Linked DNA regions of Sus scrofa: region 2 is linked to region 1. Evidence: chromatin contacts called from public HiChIP or PLAC-seq data. All regions are on one chromosome and are shown on one strand. Each heading gives the region's core, a stretch centred on a gene start, on an enhancer-like site or on the middle of the called end of the contact. The rest is flanking DNA. Distances are from core to core; before and after follow the strand shown.

Evidence for each region. HiChIP or PLAC-seq counts read pairs in DNA pulled down with a chosen protein or histone mark.
Region 2: an H3K27ac HiChIP or PLAC-seq map of alveolar macrophages shows a contact between it and region 1. The contact joins the promoter of E2F1 here to the promoter of CBFA2T2 in region 1. A contact is called at or near these places in 1 of 47 Hi-C or Micro-C datasets (heart right ventricle) and 1 of 2 datasets of contacts at active chromatin or transcription factors (alveolar macrophages).

Annotation. Positions count from the first base shown.
Region 1 is chr17:36,986,782-36,991,699 of Sscrofa11.1, reverse strand. CBFA2T2 (protein CBFA2T2) reads right to left here and starts at 1,625. Exons shown (of 11, transcript XM_021078106.1): 1 at 1,420-1,625. The coding sequence starts at 1,453.
Region 2 is chr17:37,187,095-37,191,977 of Sscrofa11.1, reverse strand. It overlaps E2F1 (transcription factor E2F1), which reads left to right and starts at 1,860. Exons shown (of 9, transcript XM_021077692.1): 1 at 1,860-1,864; 2 at 1,920-2,031; 3 at 2,156-2,548. The coding sequence starts at 1,860.

The DNA.
Region 1 (4,918 bases), core at 376-2,875:
TGTGGGTATAAAAAATTTAAGTTCTGATAAAAGGTCCTTTCACTATACAAAGATAGTGTACCTTTGTCAGACCTAAGCTCCAAGAGGAATGGATCAAACTATCAAAAGCAGCAACTTTGCATTTCCTCAATCCAACCTTTAATGGGTATCAAACAAAGAGAGGCTATGGAAAGTGTCCCTTTTATGTGTGGAAGAACATGGGCTCTGAGGCTGGATCCACAGGGTTCCTTCTGTTCCTCAGTGTCATCCTCTACAAAATGGGCTTACACAAATACTTAACTCTTATTTATACCATAATCAGGATTAAAGAAAAAAAACATGCAAAATGGATTTGTTTCCCCATTTAACATGTCTCTTCCCCCTCCTCCCAAATAAACTCGAAGCTTGAGTTTGGTCTATCTAGTTGTTCCTATATTCCCAGAGCCAAAATGGTACTTTTTACTTAATAGATGATTTAATAAATATTAAATGAATAGAATGCAAAAAGCCTACTGCTCAAAAAAAAATGTTGGCTATTATTGCTACTGTAACAAGAAACAATTAAAATTTTATCGTTGTTATTAAGAGACCCACCCCGCCCCCAAAGATCTTATGATTCTAGGAGGAACAGTAGATAAATGCTAAAAAGGAAAAATGGAGGTAAGAAAAGCAATTGGATCATAAAGCAGGACTAACCAAAGACAAAATTAAAATCTCACACAAACAAAAAACCAGAGACCAATCTAAAGCTTTTCCAAGTGAGGTTCACCCTGGACGAGGTTTATTAGCGATTATAGTAATGACAATTTCCACACTTGTGTATGTGCTAAAGTCCATGCCAAGCCTCCCACTTGGACACACAAAACCCACAACTGGGGTAGGGAGGGGCTGAAGATGCTCTTTACATCTTCATTTTGCAGAAGGGGAAATCGAGGCTCGAAGAGACCCAAGGTCACAGCCTGTGAGTGGGGGAACCGGGATGGAAACCCAGGCAGACCAACCCCTGAGTCGGCACTCAACAGGCCCCTCGGAGGCAACATCCTCGCTTCCTATACCATCCGCCACACACCCCTCGAAATTGGGCGTGTGTACTACTTCTCCAGGGTCGGACTTTGTGGCCCCGGAGCCGGGAGAACAAAACAATCCTTGTCCGCGGGCAAGTTCGATGGACGCCAGCCCGGCCGCGGCTGCGAGGCCGCGGTCCCCACAGATTCGCTCAGTCCATGAGCTCCGAGCCCTCGAGCAGTGCAGGAGACGCTCGGGCGGCCACGGGAGCCCAGGAAGGCCCGGCCTGCCTCATGACCTTGGATCTGCCGCCCTTCTTGGGGCCTCAGTTTACCACCCCGGCCTCGCGCTGGGGGCCTCCCGGGAGCTCGCGCTTGTGGAGCCGCAGGCCCCTCACACGCCCCCCTCAGCCGCCCGCCTTCCCGCCCCGCTTACGCTGGAAGGCGGCCGCTCCGGGGACGCCCACCATCGCCGAGCGCCAACGCCAAGCGCCTCCGCCTCCACCGGCGGCCCGGGTCCCTCGCAGGAGCCTCCGCGGGACCTGAAGCCGCCAAGCTCTCCAACCCCAGAGCCGCCGCTGCTGCCGCCGCCAACGCCACCGTTAGGCCGCGCGCCGCCCCGCCCCCCAGATGGCCCCGCCCCGTTCGCCTGGCACGCCCCGCCGCGCGCTCTCGCCTGCCAGGCCAACGCACGCGGAAGCCCGGCCCCAAGACGAGTTCCCACTAAACTCCAACCCCCTGACCTGCCCCGCCCCTTCCGCGCGAACCTACCACCCTATCCCGGAGCATCCTGCTTCTCAGTCCCGCCCCGCCTGCGTCACGCGCGCCCATCACGTGCACGGCCCAATCTTCAGACACTGGGATTCCTGCTGTGGTGAGGAAAGTGACTGGAGCCCAGAGGCGGAGCCCTAGGGGGAGGAGCTTAGGGGGGAGGGACACCGCCTCACCTGAGTTGTAGAGATTAAGGTCTAGTCGTTTTTTATGCCTGTCGTTTGGCGAGTCACTTCCCCTTTTTGGCCTGCAGTGTTTCAAATGTCTGAAATGCCATTTCCAGGAGTTCCCATTATGGCTCAGTGGTAACAAACTCTGATTAGTATTCATGAAGATGCCGGTTGGATCCCCGGCCTCCCTCAATGGGTTAAGTATCGGGCAAGTGTTGTCGTGAGCTGTGGTGTAAATTGCAGACGCAGCTCAGAGGATCATGCATTGCTATGATTGTGCTGTAGGCCCCCAGCTGAAGCTCCTATTCAACCCCTAGCCGGAACTTCCATATGCCACAGGCGAAGCCCCAAGAAGCAAAAAATAAAAATAAAAATATAAAAATAAAATGTCATTTCCATAAAATTAATAATTGTTGGCTATCATTATGTAGAGCTATTTTTATACACGCCATACAGTTAATCCTCACAATGAGAGAGAAAAATATCATCATTCTCACTTTTCTACAAATGCAAAAAGGGATTTTTCCACCAAATACCTTATCCACTGGTTATTGTTAGCAAAAAGCAGAGGTGGGATTGGAAGCGAGGAACTCTGACTTAAGACCCAGTTCTTTGAGCTACTCTGAACTATTCTGCCTCCCAAAGTCTCAAAAACAGGGATTAAAATTAAAGCAAGAGATTAATAATTCCAAACTCCTCTATGTACAAAGATACTGTAAACAAAGTTCTCTTGATTTGCTTGTCTTTTATAAGCAAAGGACTGAGATAAAATATTGGCAACATATTCAACAAAGAATATTCAAAATAAAGAACTCCTTAAAACTAATAAGAAAAATAATTTGATAGAAAAATGGACAAAGAGGAGTTCCTTGGTGGCTAAGTGTCTTAAAGATCTGGTATTGTCACTGCTGTGGGTCAGGTCACTGCTATAGCATGATATTCCTGGCCACAGAACTTCTGCATGCCTCGGATATGGCAAAAAACAAAACAAAAAAACAAAGAATGAATAAACATGGTGTTCCCTTCGTGGCTCAGTGGTTAACAAATCCGACTAGGAACCATGAGGTTGCAGGTTCGATTCTTGGCATTGCTCAGTGTGTTAAGGATCTGGCATTGCCATGAGCTGTGGTGTAGGTTGCAGACGTGGCTTGGATCTGGCATTGCTGTGGCTCTGGCAGAGGCCGGCAGCAACAGCTCCAATTAGACCCCTAGCTTGGGAACCTCCATATGCTATGTGTGAGGCCCTGGAAAAGACAAAAAAGACAAGGGAGTTCCCGTCGAGGCACAGTGGTTAATGAACCTGACTAGGAACCATGAGGTTGCAGGTTCGATCCCTGGCCTTGCTCAGTGGGTTAAGGATCCGGCGTCGCTGTGAGCTGTGGTGTAGGCTGGCGGCTACAGCTCCAATTCGACCCCTAGCCTGGGAACCTCCATATGTCACAGGAGCGGCCATAGAAAAAGCAAAAAGACAAAAAAAAAAAAGAAAAGACAAAAAAAAAAAAAAATGAATGAATGAATAAACAATATGCAGAAAAGAAAATCTGATGGCGAATAAACATTCTTAAAACATACTCAGTCTCTCCAATAACAAGGAAAATACCGATCAGTGAGCTGCCATATTTCATGCATTAGATTGGAAACTTCACTTGTGTGTCTTCATCCCAAAGAAACACTCAATCATGTGCACAAAAAATGCATAGGAGGAGTTCCAGTTGTGGCTCAGTGGGTTAAGAATCAGACGAGTATGCATGAGGATATGGGTTCAATCCCTGGCCTCACTCTGTGGGTTAAAGAATCCGGCATTGCCCTGAGCTGCGGTGTAGGCCCACAGCTGGGATCTGACATTGCTATGGCTGTGGTGTAGGCCCACAGCTGCAGCTCCAATTCGATCCCTAGCCTAGGAACTTCCATATGCTATGGGTGCTGCCCTAAAAAGACCAAAAAAAAAAAAAAAAGGTACATAGGAAAAAAGTTTGTCAGAATTATTTATTTAAAAAAACAACACTTGGAGTTCCCGTCTTGGCACAGTGGTTAACGAATCCAACTAGAAACCATGAGGTTGCGGGTTCGGTCCCTGCCCTTGCTCATTCGGTCCCTGTCCCTCCCATTGTGGCTCAGCAGTAATGATCCGGACTAGTATCCATGAAGACACGAGTTCGATCCCTGTCCTTGCTCAGTGGGTTAACGATCCGGCGTTGCCGTGAGTTGTGGTGTAGGTTGCAGACGCGGCTCGGATCCTGCGTTGCTGTGGCTCTGGTGTAGGCCGGGGGCTACAGCTCCAATTCGACCCCTAGACTGGGAACCTCCATATGCCGCGGGAGCAGCCCAAGAAATTGCAAAAAGGCAAAAACAACAACAACAACAACAACAACAACACTGGAATTTGCTGCCCTTTGTAGAGAACTAGTGAAATACACTATAGAGAATAGTATGCAACATTTAAAAAGTAGATAGATCTATTTGTGATGATAAAAGTTTGCCAAGACATAATTTATTAACTGAAAAAGCAAATTCAAATTTCATGCAGTTATTCTTTTGCTTTACTTCCAAGTTTTTGATAATTGTATTTTTCTTGGATAATAATTTTTCTTAATACCTACATACTATGTACACTCTAAAATTGTGCTACATCTAAGTCCACAAGCCAAGGCCAGACAAACTGGATAAAAATTATGGCTTGACACTTATCAACTATATAGATTTGGACAAGTCATCTTACCTTTCTAAGCCTCAGCAAATGACTCACGATAGTACCTAGCTGACAAGATTGCTGAACAGTGCTTGGTACATTTTTAAAGTGTTACAGGAGTTCCCATTGTGCTGCAACATGATCAGCAACATCTCTTCAGTTCCAACACACAGGCTTAATCTTCAGCCCCCCACAGTGGGTTAAGGATCTGATGTTGCCACAGTTGTGGCAATAGGTCAATGGCTCGGATCTGCTCCCTGGCCCAGGAATTTCATATGCTGCAAAGCAGCAAAAAAAAAAAAAAA
Region 2 (4,883 bases), core at 611-3,110, 200 kb before region 1:
GAGAAAACTGAGGCTAAGAAGTATCCTCAAGGGGCTGTAATTTCAGGCAGCGCCACACATTTTGGTTATCTAGGTGTACCAGTTTGTTCTCAAATGTGAGCATGAATAAAAATCACCTGGAATGAGGGAGGGTGCTTGTGAAAATGAAGGTTCCTAGGTACTTAGATTCTAAGTTGGCAGGGCTGGGGTGAGCCCAAAGATAGCAAGTACCCGGGTGATTCTGAAACCAGGGGTTTAAGGAGTACTCTTGAGGAACCAGGGCCTTCTCGTTGCATTCTCTGTGGCCTCCAGCATCAGTCTCTGTTTCTTTTATAACCCCTCTCAGTTCCTGCTCTGAACCAGACCAGTGTTGGGAAGAGGCCCTACTGGAGCTCCCAGTTGAAAGAGGAAGCAGATAGAGAAGTCCAGTGTGCAGTCAGTGCTGGGCAAGGGAAGAAGTAACTCCAGTACCAGAGGGCTCCCTGGAAGAAGTGATATTTATACTGTGGCCTAGGGATCTCATTCTTTATTATTATTATTATTATTTTTAGTACTAAATCTTATTTTTTTATTACTCAATGAATTTATCACATCCGTAAGGGATCTCATTCTTGATTGCATCTTAGCTACCTTTTATTGTTTGTTTCACTTTTGGCCACCCTGAGGCATATGGAGTTCCAGGCCAGGAATCAGATCTGAGCCACAGTTGCAACCTACACCACAGCTGTGGTAAGTCCGATCCTTTAATCCACTGTGCCAGGCTGGGAATAGAATCTACATCCTGGCACTACAGAGATGACACCGATCCCATTGTGCCACAGAGGAAACTCCAGCTACTTTTTTTTTGATGGGCCCATCCCCACCAGATGGCAGGCAAGTTCATAGAAATTATCAAGCCTTTCACATATCTGCCCTCAGCGCTGGCACAAAGCCTGGCACAGAGGAGAGGACAATATAACTCAAATCAGCTGAACTGAGCAATGAGAAGTGGCTGATGGGGAGGTCCTGTGGCCTCTGGTTGCTCAGCACACTCACCTCCTCCCTTTGTAAAATCTAACATGGAATTACCTTAATAGTTGAAATCTGTGTCATATGTAAACATTTGTTACCTCAGTTTCCCTCCAGCCCCTTTCACTAAACTGTTAGATCCTTAGGGCCAGGAGTCAAGAAGGGGGCACAGAGCAGACTCTCAAAACATTTGTTGGGGTTCCCAAAGTGGCTCAGCGGAAATGAATCCGACTAGGAACCATGAGGTTGTGGGTTCGATCCCTGGCCTTGCTCAGTGGGTTAAGGATCCAGCGTTGTGGTGAGCAGTGATGTAGGTGGCAGACAGGTCTCAGATCTGATGTTGCTGTGGCTGTGGCCTTGGCTGGCAGCTACAGCTCTGATTTGACCCCCAGCCTGGGAACCTTCCAGGGGGTACCCTAAAAAGCAAAAAAAAAAAAAAAAAAAAAAAAAAAAGGTTTGTTGAATGAACGAAGGAATCAGTTCAAGCAGAAGCTGTGCTTTGGTTGTTGAAGCGATTCCAGCTACAGGAGGCTTTGGAGAAAAGCCCCAAGCTGTACTGGGTCAGACATTCCTCTCCATTTTCTGGCAACTCCTTCTGCTTGTGCTCTGGGTGGAAGGGATAAGGTGGGCGCAGGATTTGAAAGTAAATGGCATTGGTGGGGCAAGTTGAGGAAAGATGTGGCTGGGGTTTTGTAGGTGGGCTTGAGATCCTGGAAAAGAGAAACTGCGTTTGCAGTTTCTAGAGTTATGGCCTGAGGGTGTTGGAGCACCCACAGGTGGGGGTTCTGGGAGGTCACGTGGGGTCTGTGGATAGCGATCTGTGCACAACACACGTTCTGTTGTAAAAGCCTCCACTAAAGGGTATCAACAGGATGGGGTGCGTCGAAGAGGGGGTGGGGCCACCACTCCCCACACAGGGCCGTCCCCTCTAGGGGCGGGGAGTGCGAACGCGCCTGGCACCGCCCCGACAAAGCCTGCGCGCGCCCCATCCTGCGATTGGCGGTGCTTCCTCGCGCCGCCGCCCCGTCCCGCCCTCCGCCGCCGGTCCGGCGCGCTGCAACCAATGGGCGCCGTCGCCGTCGCCTCCGTCACAGCCAGGACAGCCAATAGGCGCAGCGCTCGGCGGCTCGTGGCTCTTTCGCGGCAAAAAGGATTTGGCGCGTAAAAGTGGCCGGGACTTTGCAGGCAGCGGCGGCCGGGGGCGGAGCGGGATCCGGAGCGGGATCGAGCCCTCGCCTCGGCCTGCTGCCATGGGCCCGCGCCGCCGCCGCCGACTGCCACCCGGGCCGCGCGGGCCGTGAGCGCCATGGCCGTGGCCCCCGCGGGCGGCCCATGCGCGCCGGCGCTGGAGGCCCTGCTCGGGGCCGGCGCGCTGCGGCTGCTCGACTCCTCGCAGATCGTCATCATCTCCACCGCGCAGGACGCCAGCGCCCCAGCGGCCCCCGCCGGCCCCGCCGCGCCCGCCACCGGCCCCCGCGACCCCGACCTGCTGCTCTTCGCCACGCCGCAGGCGCCCCGGCCCACCCCCAGCGCGCCGCGCCCCGCGCTCGGCCGCCCGCCGGTACGGACACCAGGGACACTGGGCCAAGTGCGCTGCCTGGACCCCGGCGTAGACCCGGGCGGGGCGCTATGTTTGGCCTGGAGGCGGCGAGGGCGGGGGAGGGTGGGTTGAGGCGCCCAGGCTGGGCGGTGCCGAGCTTGGGTTGGGCCTTCGGGCTCCGCCCCGGGGTGCAGGGTGACCTCGGGCCAGTCCTTGTTTGCTCCTCTGTGCTCTGGGCCTCAGCTTCTTCGCTGGAGCCTGTCTAGGGTCAGACTCAATGATAATAATGGCCCACGTGTATTCAGCTGTTGCTGACTGCCTGCCAGGCCTCTGGCAGACTTCAAGGCAGCTAAAACTCACATCCATGCTGTGAGCTAGCTCTGTGTTGTCACTGTGCCCATCTGAACTGTGCCCAGAGAGGGGAAGTGGCTTGCCCCCTGGTCACAAGGCTGCAAGTGGGATTTGAACTGAGGCCTGCTGGCTTCAGACCAGAACTTGTGGCTGGATGGTGGGCACGGCTGCTTGGGGAAGTCAGGGGAAAGTTCTGGGACCAGAAAGTTGAAGGGCCATTGAGGAGACCCTCCTTCCTGCCTGGATGCTGGACTGCCAGGTGCAGGCCTAGCCCTCCGGGCCTCTGGGGACAGGCCGCCTGGCTGGGAGGCCTTCTCTGCAGGGGCGGGGTGGCTGGGCCAGCTGCTGATTCCCCTCCCTCTGCCTGTCCTTCCATCTGCCACCCTCCACCCTCCCAGACTCTGGTTGCCATGGAAGCTCATTAATCAGGCAGGCAGACCCCTGGCCCCAGTGGAAGTACTGGGTGGGCTGGGCCTCTGGGAGCTGGAGAGGAGGCCCCCAGTGCTAGAAAAGAGTAAATGCCCCAGGGAGATGCCTTGATAAAGTGCTCCCTGAGCAGCAAGAGGCTTAAGACCAATTCAGATTGGGGGGGGGCTCAGAAGAGACCGCTGAGTTACAGGGGGAGAAGGGGGTGGAGGCCTGGAGCTTGGACCTGTGGGCCGCAGGACAGGGTGTGGAGACCAGTTTGACTGGCGCAGCCTGTGGGTAAGGGTAGGGCATGGATGGGCAGGCAGGGGCCAGCCAAGCAGTATGGGGTCTCAGCACAGGGCTTGGAGCAAGTGGGAGGGGAGAGGCAAAGCCCAGGGCAAGGAAGTAGTATCTGCCCAATTACTGTTGGGGGACTGGGTGGCAGCTGGTCCCTGAGGCATCCCACCAAGGTTCCCCCAGTCCCCCTGGCCCCTTGCCCAGTGTGGCCTTCCTTCCGGAATCACTAAGATGCTAATAATAACAATAGCAGCCACCATTATTTTGAGACTGTTTTGTGTGTTAGGCCCTGTGCCAAGCACTTTACCCAATTAACTCATTTAACCCTCTCAACAACTTTCCCCTTTTCCAGGTCGGGAAGCTGAGGCCTAGAGAGGTTAGAACCTTCCCTAGTTACTCAGCTAGTGAGTTGTGAGACCAGTCCAGATTTCCTGAGTGGTTAACCACTAGGATGCCTCGCTTCCTGGAGATGCTAATAGAGGTTGATGAAAGCACAGGACCCCTTCCTCCTAATGAGTGAGGGGGATGGAAATTGTACCGGGGTGGGTCGCTTGGCTGGTCTCCTGCACCTCAGCAACCTGTTACTGCAAGTACCAGCTTGGGGCCTGGACAGGTAGCTTCCATTTAGCTAATTGATAGTACTTGGCTGTGGGGCCTGCCCTCGGCAGTCTGAGCTCTAGGTTCAGAGGGACAGCCAGAGACTGGGCCAAAGACATGCCCTGTGCTCCACTCCTTATGGTGCCGGGGGCAGCCTCAGTGGGCCTGAGCATTCCCTTCATTCAGCACTTGTTGGTGAGTGCCTATGAGGTACTAGGCAGAGGCAGGTAAGGAGCCTCTGCCCCTCAGTGCTTAAGGGCTAGTAGACATTTTTCGCCGTGGGCAGGGGTGGGGGCTGGTGCTGTCTTGGAGCTGAAGTTGAGAAACATGGGCCCAGGTTTTGCCTTGAACATTGTACCTTTCGGTAGCCACTGGCCACCTGAGCTCTGGCCTCCACTGACCCTCGGCACTGGCATTTGTTTGGGGCAGCCCATGAAACAAGCTACAGACTCAGCTTCTGCACAGGTGAGCATTCACCGAGCACCTCCTGCATACAAGGCTCTGTGCAGCTTAGCCTTCCTCTTGGCCCTTCCTGTCCACCTCTGCCCTGTTACCCTGGCTGTTAAAAAACAAACTAGATATAATACATATTTACTATAGAAAAAGAGACTAGAAAGTTGAGGGGAACAAGGTCTCAGAGTTGTTTTCCTTTTTTCTTTTCCTGAGCCAGTTTTTTTGTTTTTTTGTTTTTTTTTTGCTTTTT